2 separate regions of the Danio rerio genome follow, and region 2 is linked to region 1. Evidence: chromatin contacts called from public HiCAR-type data. All regions are on one chromosome and are shown on one strand. Each heading gives the region's core, a stretch centred on a gene start, on an enhancer-like site or on the middle of the called end of the contact. The rest is flanking DNA. Distances are from core to core; before and after follow the strand shown. Region 1 overlaps plekha6 (pleckstrin homology domain containing, family A member 6). Region 2 holds the start of plekha6 (pleckstrin homology domain containing, family A member 6).

Region 1 (6,465 bases), core at 3,758-6,257:
GTCAATAATGACTTGTCCAATATCATTAAAGGGGTAGTTTACCCAAAAATGAAAATCTACTTACGGCTGCATCCAAAATCACCCCTATACCCTCAAACAGTTCCCTTTTTCCGAGAGCAGCTTTATAGTGGTGTCCAAAACCACTATAGTGGACATTATAAATTGCACTCAATTAATCCTACAATGTAAAGTAATAACAAGTCTACAACCCATGTACACTGAACAGCTTGAAAAGCCCCATACTGCACTGTTAGAATTTATGCGCTGAATGAATTTCCGCATCTGACCTCAAGATGGCATCTAAAGCACAATCCTATCGGTGTGTGGTTAAATTTTTTTTTAAATAAAATAAAATAAAATAAAATAAAATAAAATAAAATAAAATAAAATAAAATAAAATAAAATTAAATTAAATTAAATTAAATTAAATTAAATTAAATTAAATTAAATTAAATTAGGTTAATAAAGTAGCGTTTGTACTGTATACATGAGAGAAATGAAAAGTCTTAGTTTAATTACTAATAGACAGCTCGCTAAGTATTAAACAACTATAACAGGGTCTGAGCAAGAAGTTGAAAATCTAATTTGAGAGATTTATCATCCAGCAAATCTCAAAAACAGGCATCACTTCCAGTACACTAATTGGTCGACTTCACTGCCTCATTTCATTCACTCGTTCAAGTAAACTAATGAAAGGAATAATGAATGATGGTAAAGGGGGAGATTTAAGATACACATACTATAGCTGTCAATTGCTTTATTCTTCTTTTGAGTGCAACAGAATAAAGAAACACAAACAGGTTTGAAACAAGTGGAGGCTGAGTAAATGATAACAGAATCCATTTGAGCCCAATTATTCCATTTTTGTCATGTCAAGCCTTTTATACAAGCAAAAACCAGGTTCTGTGTGTATAAGTATGTATTAGAACTATATAATATATAATTTGAGCATCAATATTAATATGTTTGTATCTGCAATAGTCACATTGCATAATACATCATAAACATAATACTAAATAATACATTTTTGATTATTTTTACTTACTTTTCATATTTATACCAATTATTTGTACATACTGATGGCCATGTTATTTTGATTGTTCAATTTCTGTACTTGAATACTGTTTGACTCCCAATAAAACAATATAATAACTTTTTTAATTTAATTATAAAAGTATATATAATTATTTTTAATTATAATTTATGCATTTGCACTGCATAGAAAATGACTTGATCATCCCAGTTGATATTGTGGCAAAATGAGTTTTATCATAAATGTGTGTACTGTAAGTGTGCATGCGTGTGTACCTGGGTGTAGTTGGGATGTGGACCCTTGCAGCCTCACTCATGGCTTGGATCCACTCCTCCTGCTCTTTCTGGCTGTCTGCACTGAAGTAATAAGTACGAGTTCCTGCGTGCTCAACCTGCAAACAGAACGCAATACTGCCCTTTAAATCCTCACTTTCCTCTTCCTCCTCCTCCTCTTCCTCTGTTTCGCACCACACCTGCAACAGAAAGAAAGAGAGAAAGAGAAAATTATGCACTGTCCTCCAGTCATTCTCATTGTGCAAGTGTGTGTAGCTGTAAACCTGATATCACACGAACAACAGAGCATGCAAAGCACCCAGCAGAGCTCATGCAAAACATTGCACAGGTAAAACAGCCTGAATTATTTTTGTCATAATAGTAGGTTATTAATTACTTTTTGTCATTATTTACTCACTCTCAGGAAAATAAATAAATACATTTGTCCATCCATTGAAAAGTCTGTTTCCCCTAATGACACTTATGAAGCTCAAAAAATTGATCCATATACAGCGAGTGGTTTATTTCAAATCTGCCGATTTGACACAATGACTTTTTATAATGAACAGATTTAATTTAGACTTTAATTGGCATATACTTTGTAAACATTGCAGCATTCAAATTATTACATATTAGATCCAATGAGATTCAATTGTATCTGTCACATGGCATGTTTTGTCACATGGCTTCTGAAAGAACCAATAAGGTTTGTTTTGGTGTGTAATTCTGGTGTGTTTGAGCTTCTTTTTATGTTCAAGTTTTGTTGCCATGAAATATTTCTTTAAAACATATATGTTTGGTTTTTATGAACATTTTGAAGCATCAAACATCAATTTTGGGTGAACAGACTTCAACAAGAGACTGAAATAACTATTTTAACAACAAATATCTTCATTTTGAAGATGAATGTCATGAGGGTGAGTAAACAATGGATTTTATTTTGGGGTGAATAAACTTATACAACATATTTTGTTTTCATACAACTTAAAGGGATAGTTTACCCAGGTGAAAAAGAAGTGCTCTTAAATATATATTACAAATGTACATGAAATGTAGATAGTATGTTTAAAGAACAATTGGCACAAATAACATACTAAAAGAGCATTCTAAATGTGTTGGTTTGCATATTAATGTATTTATTATAAAGTATGCTACAAGTACATTGATAAAAAATATGCATAACTGCACTTTTAAAACATATGCTAGAACTCAATTATGAACTATTTATACATTTTAATGCATTTACAGAGAACACACTAATTTTATTCTTTCTTAAAGTATGTTTTATGTGTACTTTGTATAAGAACATTGTGAAATGGTGCCAATTTGAGTGTTTTAAGTATATGCATGTTATTTTTTTAGACATAACGAAACATATTTTAAATGCAAATGCAAGCTGCAAATGAGCATGTGCTCAAGCCTGTATTTTTAAATATTTTACTTCACACTGTTGTACAATGTGCATTGTCAATTGAAAAAGTTGAAAATTACAGTTTTCAAGCATTCAAAAACTGTGCAGTTATTTGTGTTTGTATTGTACTTTTACAGCATACTTTTATATCAAATACATTGTTCTGAATGATTTTGTTAATTATTGTTAAAATAAAGTAGGTCTTGTAATACTCTGCAAATGTATAGTAAGTATAGTAATAACAGTTACTGTGAAGCTTAAAATATTTTTCTACTAGGCTTAAAAAGTTTCCCCACTGAGCTTAAACAATACTTTAACCAGTTTTAAAACGCACTTCAGCTGTGCCTAAATTATACTTCATCTGAACTTAAAGTATCCTTCAACTGGGCTTATATTATACTTTAATTGGTTTTAAAATGCACTGCAGCTGGGCTAAAAATACACTTAATCTGAACTTAAAAAATATTTCATCTGTGTTTAAAATATACTTTAACTGTGTTTCAAATGTATCATTTAAATGTACTTTAAATAAAATACACTTTAATTGAACTTAAAGTATGTCTATTTTAACACAACATATTTCAAATAGCTTAAAGTTAATCTTAAGTATATATAAAATAACAATTAATATGTTTAAAAATAACACATGTAATATTCACTTATAGTATACTACAATTAAAATATGATAATTACGTCCAAAAAAGTACAACTTAAGAACTTAAGAACTTTTTTTCACCTGGGTATTTACTATTTTTGTACCTTTAGGCAGATCCTTTATTCTTTATTCTTTAATCTGTTGAACGAAGAAAGCTGAAAATCAGTGTCCATAATCTTTCATAGTAGCAAAACAACTACAATGGAAGTCAATTAGAACCAGTTTTCAGCTTTCTCCAAAATATCTTCTTTGTGTTCAACAGAAAAAGGAAAGTAAAATAAGTTTTGGAACGAGTGAAGTGTGAGTAAATGACAACGTTTTTGGTGAACTCTCCAATTAAGGTCTTTTTTAAGAAAGTGCAATCAAATAAATCAGTCATGCAATGTCTTATTTTTTATTTAAAGTCCATGAATATACCGGGGAACATCTGTGCAAGATTTAATAAAATAAATATTGTCTAGGACATGCAGATTAGATTCAGAAATATAATAACTAAATGTACAAATATAATTAAATCATTAACTGATCTAAAATGACCTATGGATTTACTTTATTTAATGATTGATAATCAATTTAACCAAATGTATGCAGGCATTTAAAGATACTTATTTACTTCTGTCCCCATTATTCATGCTCATGTTAGAAACGCAGACAGGTGAATCTGATCTTGTCATGCAGATGCAGGAGCAAAGAGAGGTGCTCGGAAATACCTACTAAATGTGGCTCAACGACACAATGGAGAAAAGTCACTCAGGGGCCCTCAGAGATATTGGAAACAGAGGAGAAAACACTACATAAGGATGACTAATGGACATGTTTATAGTAAAAGAGTGATCATAGTGTGTATTAATATCCTGGGGAAAAATAGCAGTTAGTATAAATGTGACTTTGCTCAGTGATTTATTATATTAAAAAATAGTATGAAACCTGAAAATGTAAAACCTTTGCGTGAATACAGCTAGACAGAATAACCGGTTTGAAAAAACACTGCAGTAAAACAAATTCACCACACGGGGGCAATAGAGAACAGTATAGTGTAATCTGTGAGCAAGTGTTGACTGTTTTGATTCAGTGTAAACAGCTACAAAGAAATTATTAAATAAAAGTTTATTTTATTGTTAACTGCTTAATATAAATAATATATATATATATATATATATATATATATATATATATATATATATATATATATATATATATATATATATATATATATATATATATATACTTATTTCTTTTTTTTACAATGTAAAAATGCATTATTATTATAAATATTAATAATATTAATAAAATACATCCTTGTAAAATCAAATTCTTATCAATTATATTACTGTATTCATGTATACTGTATTATATCATATGACATAACCTAAAACAAAGGCAGATAAACTACTAGTAGACATTATAACAACAAAATATATACAAAAATGACTTTAGCAACATTTTCAGCACCAACATTTAAAATACATGGTGACATTTTGTCATTTCAAAGGCATTTATTGCTAATAAGCTGATGACACAACCTCTTATTACTAAAACAGTCACCAACGTTTGATGAAACATACAGGGTGTGTTTTTAAATGATGAAACATGACACTGACTGGAAGCTATAATAACCTGACCATAAAAATATAATGTTGTAATTAAGCATTTTCCCCAGTGCCAATCCTTTCAATTAGCCTTTTAAACAATGACAAACTCCACTACTAGTCATTGCAGGGCGTGCCAACTACAGTTTCATACCATTTAATAGTTAACTGTTTCATAGGACAGTTAGTTAATTGACAAGACAAAACCTGTTGAGCAGGGCTTGTTTATGCTACTATACAATAATTTACAGTACAAATGTACATATATGTGACCCTAGACCACAGTCTTATGTTGGTAGGAAAAGCCAAAAATATACTGTATGAGTCAAAATTATCGACAAAATAAACATTTATTTTTTTTATTAACAAGTGTTCTGCTTCATTTTCAAAGATGGCCAAAGGAGCTCAGATGCACTGCAAAAATCACCAAAAACTCACAACACAGACTGCAATGGAAATGTGTTAGGGGACCCCAAAAAGTTAAAAAATAAAAATATATAAAACCAACTGCTTTCTGTTTAACTGTTGTCTGAGACATGAGAGGTGAGTTTTTTTATTCTTTTATCTTCTTGGTTATTTGTTGTTTAAATATTTTAGCTCTAATAATCTGATGAATTTAACTGACGTTAAATGAAACATAAGTCGGGTTTGTCACTTTTGTTGTCCCCAAAAATATTTATATTGTGGGAATTTGTGTGCATTTGTGTTGTCAAATTGATGAAGATGTTTTCTTAGGTTTTTTTTATGTTTTTTTTTTCAATATGTAATTTTTCTTAACTTTTCTTAAGCAAATTTGAGTATTTTCAGTTTTCATTTTCATTTTCATTTTTGGCATTACATTGTCTTAATCTTTGATTTAAATTGTTTTATGTTAAAAATGTAACTTAGTCTAACAAAGTGATTTAATGGACATTTTTGTTAGTTTGAAACCAAATACATAGAAAAAAAACAATAAATCATTCATTCATTCATTTTCCTTTGGCTTAATCCCTTTATTCATCAGGAGTTGCCACAATGAAATGAACAGCCAACTTATCCAGCATATGTTTTAGCATATGTTTAGTATTTTACGTTTTGTCAGTTTAGTTTTGTTTCTTACAGGACCAACCCAGATAATATATCAGATCAAAGTACTAAAGAGCTCAAATTCTATTTTAAACTTTTCGAATTAAAAAAGTTGTTAGAGTACAGACAAAGTCCCTTTAAGGCAAATCATTTCACTCGGCAGCCATCTTTGAAACACCTCTCGGGCAGTATGATCAGGCACTCTGTCTAAATGGGAAAACATCAAATTCTTAAAAACTGCTTGCCAAGTTTACAATTGAATTTCATATCAGGAATCACCAATGAAATTAAACAACTCTCTCTGTAGTTTAATTTATACACATCCAAATCACACAAAATCTGAAGATACTCACATCTAGTGACTGCCTCCTCTACTAGAGGGCGGGATTTATTCGCCATATAGGGATTAATGATTATTCGTTACACTTTTCCCAATTCAA
Region 2 (6,841 bases), core at 2,220-4,719, 130 kb after region 1:
TGATTTAAAACAATAAATATAATGTATGTAGCAGTGCACACTGTATATTTTATTGTTATACTGCCAAGACTTTGATTTGCTACAGTGCTGAAAATGTAAATGCAAGAACAATGGAGCCAGTGGTATTTTCTGTGGTAAGACCACTAAGAATTACTGCAACTCTGCAAAAATTAATTGATTTATGATGTTTTACACGACTCACTTTTTTATTTAGTCTAATGAATATGTGTCTACCTAACATTTTTGCAAAATGAAAATGATGGGTCCACCAAGTTCACATGAAATGAAAATTCTGTTATAAATTACTCATCCTTCAATTCCCAGAGACATTCGGTCATCTTCAAAAGACAAATTTAGGTATTTTACATGACATCAGAGAGCTCCCTCATCCTCCAATTGTCCTGAGACATTCAAAGACCAGAAAAAAAAATCAATAACATTGTCATAACTGTCCATATGTCTTCAGTGGTTCTACTGTAACCATACAAAGCTCCATTTACCCTACCCAAAGATAAGGCTGTGAAGAGTCAGTAGTTGAAGTTTATTTTTGCAAAAATACCACAGCATTATAACCCCAGCCTTCTGCTGTGTTCCAGTCATTTTTCTGACGAGTGCTTCAGCAATCTACACGTTTACAATGGGGAATTAATTGGCCGTTTATTGAAGGATCAGAAAAGACTATTGATGCATGGGACTTTGTCAGAGCTTGACAGAAGCTTTACAGTCCACAGTTCATGGATAAGTTTCTTCCTCCATTTCACACGTGTAAGTAACTTAAGTGTGATTAAAATGGTTACTGCCTCCTTGTTTTCAGTAGCTTGCAAATTATGTATTTAATTGTGTTTTGTTGCTGTTAACCACTTATACGGTTAGCTCTTTATATTCACATTTCACGTCTAAAACCACGTTGAAAACGTGACACGTTTACAGATTTAAATGCATTTGTGAGCTCGCGATCCACTGCCATTTGTCATTGCTATGGTCACCGTCAGCTATTTCTACATACGTGCGGTGGTCAGGTTTCAAAATAGTTCCGCTTTAGCCAGTGTGTGGGTTAATACTGAATTTGTGTCATGGTTATAAATAGAGCAATAAGCTAGTGTTGAACTGCATTACTTTATTGCACTCCTGTATTGGGCTCACACATACACTCTGCACTCTGATTACTTCAAATCTGTTGATAAGCCATGGTGAGCATTTCTCTCTGTCTCACGCTGAATGCAGTCGAACAATCACAACAGACTGGGTAGTCAGACCAATCAGCGCAGATTAGCATCGCGCTAAGCAGGGGTTTGGGAACAAATGAATCCCAGAACAAATCATATGGGAGTAGTTGGGATAATTAGGTAAAAATAAATGCATATTATAAGACACCAAAAGTGTTTTTGACCTTGCATGCATATCAGACCATTGTTGGACAACCCCAATACCACAACATGACCCTTTTTAATGCATAATAGGGGCTCTTTTACACAGCTAAAAGCTACAATGTTTGTTATAACAAATTAAGAGTATGTACTGCAATTTATAGATAGATTTTAAATAATATTGGGTCAAGTTATTACATTTCTTACAGAGTAACTAAATTAATTTTTTAAAATATTCATTCATTTACTTTCTTTTCGGCTTAGTCCCTTTATTGATCCAGGGTCGCCACAGCGGAAAAAACCGCCAACTTATCCAGCAAATGTTTTGCGCAGCGGACACCTGTCTCTGGAAAACATACATACAAACTTATTCACACTCATAAACTATGGAAAATTTAGCTTACCCAATTCACCTATACCGCATGTCTTTGGACTGTGGGGGAAACCGAAGCACCTGGAGGAAACCCACTCGAACGCAGGGAGAACATGCAAACTCTTCACAGAAACGCCAAATGACCCAGCCTAGGCTCGAACCAGTGACCTTCTTGCTGTGAGGCGACAGCACTACCTACTGCGCCACTCTGTCGCCTAATTTTCAAAAATAATTATAAAAATAATGTGAAGAAACTTAATGATGTAATTAGTAATTCATTACTTTATTTACTTCTATGGTGGTGAATAAATTAACCACAAATGTTCATTTTTGGGTGAACTATCTCTTTAATGCACCTCAAACTGTGCAGTAACAGGTTCTAGAAGTACTGCATTCCATCACTACTCAGTATTCGCTCAGGGTACCAGCACTGCATCACAAAGTCAAGCAGATGTATACAAGAGCCTGATGCACATTTTCCTCCTTTTTTCACAGCATTACCAGCCATCAACACAGATCCTACATGCTCCGACCAATGAGAATCACAGACAAAAGCCCATATCCTTTGCACAAACCAATCACATGGCAGATAAACAGAGCAGAGCTAGTGGCAACACAAACACACACACCAGAGACAGAGAGCCAGTGTGCTTCCAGAACAGATGCAGCTCTTTTGGGCGAAAAACACCGCATTCATTCATTTTCCTGTACAAAAACACACTTGCTTCACCACAAACGCCATTTAATCCAGGAAAACGCAGATCTGATTGGTCGGGAATGCCAGCATGCTTTAGTGTTTGGAATAAAAAAATCATTCAAGCCACCGCAGAAATCGATTACACAACAAGCAGGCGCTAAACAGGATGCCTGCTGGAGTCATTTGAGTTTATCCTCTCAATCTGTGTGCGGTTCATCCAAAAAGCTCTGCCCTGGCAAAAGCTCAGTCTGTTGCAGATTTGCTGGGATGTTCTGCATTCTGGACGCCGCTTCATAGGAACAAACCCAGCATTGACTGAGGTGCAAAAAAGACATACAGAGGCAAAAGAGACTCAAACACAGACAGGTGGCGACACTCTAGGGGGGGAAAACACAAGCTCAAAGCCCATCTGCTGACACACATGCATCTGGAACAACGGACAACACCCCAAAAAAAATGATGCATCTGCCTGAGCGGGACCAACCAGAGCAAAACGTCCAGCAGCTTGGACGGGACGTACTGTACATATTAAATATTGACTCTGAAAACTTCTCATATGAATTAATCATAAGTGTGTGAATGTGCTCGAAAATGAGAGATGCTGCGTAAACGAATGAAACAGTATAAATATTTATTGAATAATGCATTTGTGTGTGTGTGTGTGTGTTTGTGTGTGTGTATATATATATATATATATATATATATATATATATATATATATATATATATATATATATATATATATATATATATATATATGTGTGTGTGTGTGTGTGTTTCAATCATTTAATATAGTGTTATTATTGTTCTCTAAAAAGAAAAGCATGAGCACTTACCAGAAATCTGCTGAAATCTCCTTGCTTGACAGTGTTTGTATCTTCTTGATATGTCTCCAAACACACTATTTATACTAAACATAAGATATGGGAGAAATATGGATAGTTGTCCTTTCGGATGCAATGCTACAGAGCACAACAACAAACAACAACAGGACCGGCTGGTGCAGGCAGTGACGGCGAGATGCTACAATAACAGCATCCCCTTTTCAGGAAAGGATGGATAAAGGAGGGAGTGACGGAGGCGGGAGGAGGGACAGTATGGAGCATGCTCGCTGCAAATCCCTGGGTATTTAGGAGTCACGTGACCCGCTCGCAGCTGTCAATCATCGCTGGCTGGAGAATGGAGTGGGGGAAGGAGATGGAGGATAGAGGATGGATGGATGGAGAATGATTATGTTGATGGTACAGTGCGAAGTGAAGCAGTGGGTGGTGCTGTTGCAGCTGATGCTCCTTTATTTCTGTTTAATTAAAGAAAGAGGGAGAAATCAGAGCGTAATCTCTCATAGCCCACCCCCAGCAAGAAGCCCACCAATGGCACAGGTGTTTCCTGGCTTAGAGCAGTGGATTAACCCCTTCTGAATGGACATATAAGGACAAACACCTCAATAGATAATTTGTTGAATTTCTTTCTTTTTTATTCCCTACACTGTTGGTTGATATATTATTATTATTATTATTATTATGTATATATAATATTAAATGATAATAATGATAAAATTAAAAGCAATATATTGTCTATGTTTTTATTTCCTTAATTTTTTTTTTGTTATTTTTTAAAGATTTTGAAGCAATACATTAGTTTTTAAAATTACATTTTCTTTGTGGTACATCTCATTTGATGTGAAAGTAAAAAAAAAATCCTAAATAATTTTCTTTTAAAATGGCAAAATGTTTATCATTTTTACATATTCACACCACCCTGTATCACCTATCCACATAAATAATTATCCATATTTCAATGTATTCACTGATGTGTAGCTAATAAAAAAATAGTATTACTAAAAATATTATTATTATTATTATTGTTATTGATCAAATTTAAATGGACACCTGACAAAAGTCTTGTCGTCGATCCCAGTTGTAAAAGCAACAAATAATAACTTGACTTCTAGTTGGTTGTTTGGAAAAGTGGCAGAAGGTATATTTTTACAATGAATAATCTGTTGAACTGCATCCCAATCATCACAAATACTGCAGGAGACATATTGGAACCAGCATGGACCCAAGATTCTCACAGAAATCAGTCAAGTTTAGTGAAGGAAAAATCATGGTTTGGGCTTACATTCAGTATTGGGGAGTGCGAGAGAGCTGCAACGTGGATGGCAGCATCAGCAGCCTGAGGTGCCAAGACATTTGTGCTGCTATTTACATTACATACCACAGGAGAGGGCAAATTCTTCAGCAGAATAGCACTCCTTCTCATATATTAGCAAAGTTGCTGAAAGCAAAAAAGGTCAGGATTGGCCAGCCCAGTCACCAGACATGAACATTATTGAGGCATTGATGATAATTTTAAAGAATCTTTATGAACTCTGAGAGTCCTGCAAGAATGCTTTCTTTGCCATTCCAGATGACGTTATCAATAAGTAATATGAGTCATTGCAGAGATGTATGGATGTGATCGTCCAAGCTCATGGGAGTCATACACAATATTAATTCTTTTTGCACTGCACCATGGTTTCATATTCTATACTGTACAATATTTCTGATAAATGACAAGACTTTTGTCTAAGCAAAGTTAGACTTTGCTGTCCTAATTAAATAATTTAAAATCAAGGCATGATCAAATGTTATTTTGGTAAAATAAGCGTGATCTAGAGGTATTTGTCTTTTTTATATAAACAACTTCTGATACCAAATGATCAACTAGAAGTCAAGCTATTAACTGTTGTAGACTGTAGAATTCTCAAAATAGCATTTTAATGTTGTTGATAAATCCTAGAATTACTGTAATTAGTCACTGTGTTTTTTGATGTATATTGTGTGGTTTGTATTGTTCTGTTAGTCTTTTGTTGCTACTGGACCTGGGCCCCGTTTAAGAAAAGAGAAAGGAGAAAGAAATTTGGGGTTTTGCATTTTAAAATGGCAGGTTTGTCATACTCAAGAAAGCAGGGCCGTTTCGCCTTAGCCTTAAGGCCCGTGCACACTGAGATGTTTTGTTTGAGTTTCGTCGACGTTTGACGCCAACACCAACGCACAAAACGTCAGGCGTAAAAGCGCCATATTTAAAAAAACGCCTCATGCTTATTTTTTTGTTTTTGTTTTGACGTGCCGCGTCCAAACCTTCAGCGGCATACGACAGAATTGACCGTAGCTTAACCTCCTTACTGGAACAGGCCCAAGGTGTCTGGAAATAAAAAAGTAATGTAAAAGGAAGAAATTTTTATAATTTTATTATAAAATTAATAATATTAATATTAATTTTAACTCCATAACATCAGAATAATGTGTTATCTTTTGAAATTCCTATTTTCTATTTTAGAATTATGTTTACTGTATATTTTTAATTTTTTTTATAATGTTTGAAAGTAAATTTGTAATATTAATGCACTTTTGAATCAATTTATTTAAGAATCCATCAAAGAAACTGCATAACATGAAAATGTAATGTAATAAACAGTATGTGTTTGCTTCAGGAAATAATTTTATAATTAAAAACTGTGTTCATTTTTCTGTAACTTTCTGTCTGTCTGTCTGTCTGTCTGTCTGTCTGTCTGTCTGTCTGTCTGTCTGTCTGTCTGTGAAATGCTTTTGAAGTACAGTGGTCTGAGAGTCAGTGGCAGGTGATGATGCTCATATTTCAGCAGCTGAATCTCCATCTGGATTTAATCTAGTCTAATACCTCACATTCCACACTCTCACAACTGTATCAGACACATCTCAGAGACGATACACACACATACACACACCCATAAACACATCAGATGAGCTCTTACACATGTACACACATGCAAACAAACACAGACAATTACTGTCATTACACTGCACGTTGCCTCTTTGCAAACCAGACAGGCTTAAAGGTGATTATGAAGCAAATATTTGTCTAAATCCAGAACAAGTTCTGCTGATTGAAAGTTTACGTAACATTTAAGACGAGACACTACAGGTGAAGAATAGTTATCATCACACATCTCCAGCTGACTGTTACATTGAGAATTGAAACATTTATTTAATTTATTAAATGTTTTCTGAAATGTCATGTTTAAATGTGCAAATTAGATTTTTTGATAATTTATTTTAAATAAATTGGATTAAGTCAGATTCAGAATTTGTTCTTTTTTTGACACATTATAGTCAAAGATTTTCAGGAAATCTCTTTTTATCACTCAATATATCAAAACCACCATTTTTACAGTTTTCAATAGAATAAATGTTGATAATCAGGCAAATTGTGTATGAACAAATCCCTTCATAAAACCCATAAGATTATAAAAAGGGATAAACTTTATCCATTTTCAGAAATCAACCCTTATAAATATGCACTGTAACTGAATAAACTTTAAACAAATTAATTTATCTAAAAAAAGCTATAAAAGAAATGCTTAAAAATGTATTATGGGTGGTT

Evidence for each region. HiCAR-type assays count read pairs that join an accessible place to other places.
Region 2: a HiCAR-type map of caudal fin shows a contact between it and region 1, with 9 times the contacts expected there. The contact joins the promoter of plekha6 here to the enhancer-like site in region 1. A contact is called at or near these places in 7 of 18 Hi-C or Micro-C datasets (caudal fin, embryo, fibroblasts and 2 more) and 2 of 4 datasets of contacts at active chromatin or transcription factors (caudal fin and embryo).

The regions. Positions count from the first base shown.
Region 1 is chr11:25,471,389-25,477,853 of GRCz12tu, forward strand. It overlaps plekha6 (pleckstrin homology domain containing, family A member 6), which reads right to left. Exons shown (of 25, transcript XM_073916723.1): 8 at 1,309-1,424. Among named protein-coding and RNA genes, the nearest start is that of golt1a, 57 kb to the left of the region's middle. Within about 2 kb of position 5,008, at least 2 of the 62 cell types and tissues checked have an H3K27ac peak or open chromatin away from gene starts, as enhancers often do. A contact at or near this core is called in caudal fin, where this site is marked.
Region 2 is chr11:25,605,936-25,612,776 of GRCz12tu, forward strand. It overlaps plekha6 (pleckstrin homology domain containing, family A member 6), which reads right to left and starts at 3,470. Exons shown (of 25, transcript XM_073916723.1): 1 at 3,274-3,470.